Linked DNA regions of Bombyx mori: region 1 is linked to region 2. A link is a contact called in public Hi-C data. All regions are on one chromosome and are shown on one strand. Each heading gives the region's core, a stretch centred on a gene start, on an enhancer-like site or on the middle of the called end of the contact. The rest is flanking DNA. Distances are from core to core; before and after follow the strand shown.

Evidence for each region. A called contact is a pair of places that touch in the nucleus more often than the background predicts.
Region 1: a Hi-C map of posterior silk gland shows a contact between it and region 2, with 1.9 times the contacts expected there. The contact joins two enhancer-like sites. A contact is called at or near these places in 3 of 7 Hi-C or Micro-C datasets (posterior silk gland and whole pupa).

What each region holds. Positions count from the first base shown.
Region 1 is chr26:3,625,265-3,627,964 of ASM3026992v2, forward strand. It overlaps LOC101740254 (glycerol-3-phosphate acyltransferase 1, mitochondrial), which reads left to right. Exons shown (of 16, transcript XM_004932995.5): 7 at 868-960; 8 at 1,348-1,442; 9 at 2,578-2,700. Among protein-coding and RNA genes, the nearest start is that of LOC101738018, 20 kb to the right of the region's middle. Within about 2 kb of position 1,442, at least 5 of the 8 cell types and tissues checked have open chromatin away from gene starts, as enhancers often do.
Region 2 is chr26:3,487,095-3,489,794 of ASM3026992v2, forward strand. COPA (coatomer protein complex subunit alpha) reads right to left here. Exons shown (of 21, transcript NM_001172721.1): 20 at 2,369-2,584; 21 at 1,062-1,758. The coding sequence ends at 1,295. Among protein-coding and RNA genes, the nearest start is that of COPA, 24 kb to the right of the region's middle. Within about 2 kb of position 1,382, at least 5 of the 8 cell types and tissues checked have open chromatin away from gene starts, as enhancers often do.

The DNA of each region.
Region 1 (2,700 bases), core at 192-2,691, 140 kb after region 2:
GATATCAGGATCGCTCTAAACAGGTGGTAGGACCTCTTGGGAGTCCGCACGGGTAGGTACCACCACCCGGCCTCTTTCCGCCGTGAAGCAGTAATGCGTTTCGGTTTTAAAGGTGGGGCAGTCGTTGTAGCTATACTGAGACCTTAGAACTTATATCTCAAGGTGGGTGGCGCATTTACGTTGTAGATGTCTATGGGCTCCAGTAACCACCTAACACCAGGTGGGCTGTGAGCTCGTCCATCCATCTAAGCAATAAAAAAAAAACATAAACAAGTTTGACAAATTTAATAATTGCTCATTAGGCAACTAACTTCCTGAAAAGATTACGTTTTAAACGCAATCGAAAAAATATAGTATTAATCTATTGTTCTTACGTTACTTGAAATATAATGAAATATACATTAGATTGCTACATATTAGTTTACCACAGTAAAAACTTTCCGAAAATACAAAAAAAAAATCCTTACATACAAAACAACACGCTGTATATCCATACTAATGTTATAAATGGGAAAGTGTGTTTATTTGTCTAACTTTCACAACGTAACTAAGCAATTATTTTCTTAAATTTATGATTTTAAATTAGTCAGGTGTACTGCCTTATAATCTCGAAAAAAAAACACCTCATTTCCACGGGAAACGGACTTTCACGGTGAACACAAAACAACGGATTGACATTATTATTTTAAAGAGATAAGCTTAAGTCACTCACACAAACGTACTTACCTTTACTACTACTACCTTTTATCCCGGAAAAAACATTTCATTCCCACGGACCACTGAATTAACATTTTTCCTCCAATACACCTTCACCTTAGTGACAGTCATGTAAACAATAATCTAAATGAACCCCATTCCGTGCTCCAGGTGGATACTGCGCGGCTGCGGCGCTTTTTACATCAGACGAAGAGTTGACGGTTCCGAGCACAACGGCGACCCCGTCTATAAAGCAGCTTTAAGGTAACCGACTCGTTAATTCCTAGCCCCAGGGCGTAGTGAGGTCCATACGGGTCCATACAAATCATTTGATCTTTTGCAACAGTCATGCATTTCATTTTGATGAATGGGACATCCGCATGACAAATATACCTTATGCCTCAAAAAGATATGATAACGCGAATGCCCCAACATTTGAAACACGTGGTCTAAGTCTTAATTGTATAAGGCCTGAGCGTATAATTTATTTACGTTACAAATAGTGATAGTAAATTATCATTATCTCTGAGCTTCGTACCTACCTTACCTATAAGTCAAGTTATAATAAAACATGTAAGATTTAAACGAATCTACATATGTATGTACATTAGTACAACACTAGATACATATCGTGAATTAAATCAATTTCAGATCTTACATCATAAACAGTTTGGCGGCCAACAACAATCTGGAGTTCTTCATTGAAGGCGGCCGGACTAGGACCGGGAAGCCGCAGCCTCCCAAAGGTACACACTGCGCTACGGTACCAACGTACGGACGCGCGCTGTACTGGGCGGGGGGCGCAACTCGCCCCCCGCGGGGGGAGGGGCGACCACTACAACTTTAAATCTGGTGCCCTTTAACTGTGGGTAGCCCAGTCACCGTCCTAGCTGAACCCAAGGGCTCGACGAGTAATTTAACCCACAGACACAGCCCACTGAGTTTCTTGCCGGATCTTCTTCGCGTTTCCGATCCGGTGGTAGATTCTGCGAAGCACTACTCTTGCTAGGGCCAGTGTTAGCAACACTCCCGGTTTGAGCCCCGTGAGCTCACCTACACGCCAAGGAGAAGCTAAAATAGCCCCACAAGGCTATCAGCATAGGTAGGGAAATAAAATGTGGGTTATGTGCATCTCTTTCAATATCTATCGAGGTATCCAACTAAGGGCTCGTCTGAGAATGGACAGCCTTCTCTGAGTATCGTACGAGCTTACTGCCAACTGACGTGCACTGGTGGTACCGCCATCATGCCTAATTCTGCCGCAAAGTATCACGCCTTTGTTATGACACGGTCAATGGTTGCGTTTATTAAACTTGTAATAATTCCTATGACAGTGATAAAAAAATATCTTGAAATAGTTTAAAGTTTGTTTTGCACACTAATTTGAGTAATTTTGTTTATGCTCACGAGGAAATAGAGTGTGGAAATGGTATGTTTTTAAACCCTAGAATTTTTTGGCAAGTGCAATAAATTTTTGGGTACTAGCTTTGATTTGACTGAATCTCATCTCTATATCGAATATTAACCGATACATTTTCTTGCACTGATAAGATAATCAAAAAATAATTTGCTTAGTTAGTAGATTTGAGTTATAAAATATATCTTTCTTCTTCTATTAAAATATATATATCACATATACCTGGCTTAGATTTATCAGGAACGCCTTTGTAGATAGTCTCACTTTTGAAATTCTGTCTCTAAGTATTTTAAAGTCAAGACTTCATATAATCCGATAAATAAAAAATATTAATTAAGGCACCCTACATCCATTGTTATCTAACAAAAATTGTTTCTTCATTATTAATTCGTGCGTGTCAAGTCTGTCTGATAATAACGTAGTTTGTTAACTGTTAAGCTAATAAAATGCCATAATCTTTTCAGCTGGAATCCTGTCCGTGATAATGGATGCGTATTTGGATGGCACCATAGACGACGCCCTCCTAGTCCCGGTCACGTTGAACTACGACAAGTTGGTCGACGGTAACTTCGTGAGGGAACAACTCG
Region 2 (2,700 bases), core at 132-2,631:
ATTGTTTATCTTTACTATTATTTGTCTATAGTGTAGTCTTGGGGAAATCTGTGATTATAGAAGTATAATAAATAGTCTCTGACAACCATAATAAATTTCAAACTTATAATTTCAATTAATTATAGTCGAATTTCGACTACTGCGGGACCAGTAGTTATTATAATTTTCTCACTTCCGATAACGCCCCTAACCATTATTCACTCTCACCACTACCAATATAACCGCTAAAGCGGTGACCCCGTGAGTGAGCACCTTGAAATTTTTAATTAAGGTTTTCATAAATTGAACCCTCAACAAGCCTCAACAATTATATTTTGTAATGTTCATAATGGAATAACAATAACTGGGAACAAATCTCGCACCGCCATCCGGCCCCATATTACGATTTCCAGGTTTATGGATACCAGTAACTGTATAACTATCTGTAGTACTTATCTGGTTGTTAACTGTTTTTTAATCTATCTATCTCTCTCCCCCTGTCTCTCTCTCTTCCCCTCTCTCTCTCTCTCTCTCCCCCTCTCTCTCTCTTCCCCTCTCTCTCTCTTCCCCTCTCTCTCTCTCTCTCTCTCCCTCTCTCTCTCTCTCTCTTCCCCTCTCTCTCTCTGTAAAGCTGGTAAGTATTCGAAACGTCCGAAATAACATAACAACAATAAAAAACGTGACTAAGCCATAAAAGTGTTTTCATTTTGTCTACGACTTGAAGCAATTTCTATGATCCAATTTAATTTACGATAAAATCAGATTTCTTTAAACGAATCATCTACAAAGATGGCCTCAAGAAGTCGTGACTCCATGAAAGCAGCCGCTTGGCATCGCAGGCGCTCGTGATTGATGACCTCTCTTCACTCACCAGGGTCTGACGTCTATAGCAATCAGAAATAATTAAAAATAAAAGAATCAATGCAAAAGCGATTATTGTCATTAAGAATAAACCCCACTTTATGCTATTAATCTCAAGGTTTATTTTAGCGTAACTCTTTAATGAATAACAATTATGTTTTCTTCATGTATTTATTGTAGAACACTACAGTTTGCGTATTTAACATGAAAACTAAATTATTCACTTTGATATTTATTAAAAGTCTTACATTATAATGTCTACATAATTAATATATACAAATTATTGTTTGCACTTCAGAAATTGTTGGACGCATCAACTCCTGTGACGTCAATGAATGACCGAATGAACGAACGAATGATTGAACAGAAATAAAATAAGTAGGAAACATACAATACATACTTTATTATTATTATTAATCTTACATAATTCGATACGCGATTTTAACGTGCAAGTCTATCTGTTGAACTGTAAGGGACAGATACGGAGGCCGAGCGCGTCCTTGCCGATCTCGGCGACCCCGCACACCGGGCACAGCTTCCCCTTGTGTTCAGGCATGAAGCTAGCCGCGCACAGCGAGCACTTTTCCTCCGGCTTGCCGCGGTAGATGGGCTTGTAGCTGATGCCGCAGACGCTGAATGGATTATGCTCGTCGTAGAGCAGCTGGTGCTCATCAGTCGGGGTCTTCTCGCAGGCCTGGAGGATCTTCCGCGCTTGCTGGGCGACCTCAGGCCGGGGTCCGAGCTCTAGGAGGCGCCTCGCGAACGAAGCGGCCGTGCGGTAGTTCTTCAGCTTGAAGAACATGTTGAGGGCCGTCCGCAGCGTGAGGATCTGGTGCACGGGCTGGAGCTTGCAGTGCGTGAAGTAGGCGGCCATCTCGCAGGTACGTTTCTGTTCGTCGACGGTGTTCTTCGGCATCGCTGCGTGTGACAAGTGCGGGACATTAAACTTAGGTACCTACTTATTGTCAAACCGTTTATTGTACACCCGTGCTTTGTCGTACAATAGTATGTGGAAAGCCAACAACAACAATATAACCAAGCTTCGAGTTAATTGCACGGTCTTTCTATATTCTAGACCAGCCTTTCCCAAAGTGGGCGATGACGCCCCCTTCTGGGCGCTGCAGGCCTAAAGGGGGGCGGTAAGAGACCCAGAAAAAAAATTGGGGCGTTGTGTAGAGGCTTGGGTGGCGATTTGTAATTTCATCGGTGAAAAAATGGGGGCGCTAAAAATGATTTTTCTCAAAGTGGGCAGTAGACAAAATATGTTTGGGAGCCCGTTCTAAACGAATCCATTTCACTAATTCAGTAAGTTTTTTTTTTACTTATCATCGTATTGCAGACATTGATTAAACTACGGACATGAGGTCGCAGTCACAGTTGTATCTCATTAGGGTTGTCACTCTCCGAACCGGAATTCATAACACGCCCTACCACTAGTAAAAAGGCTTTAACGATCGCAGTACACTGACACCATAGTCATATGATAGTCGTCTTTCGATGAGCTCGGGAAGAGATGTGCAAGCGTTACCTTTCCTGGCGGTCTCCATGGCGAGTCCCACGAGGTAGTCCCTGCAGACGGCCAATAACTGTTGGGCCTCGGACAGCTCGGCCTTGGAGTCCACCAGCAGCAGCGGCACGCGCTGCGCCACGCCCTGCAGCCGCTCTATGGCCTCGGGGAACCGGCCCGCCGTGGTCAACTGGTAGCTCTGCTGCAGCTGACTCACCAAGTCGCTTAGCTTCAACGCTGGAAACGAAAGTGTCGTCTGAATATACCGTCTTCTCACATTAAAACTGTACTTGTGGTTGCTCAGTAGTCGAAATTCGACTATAATTATCAATTTAAATTATAAGTTTGAACAT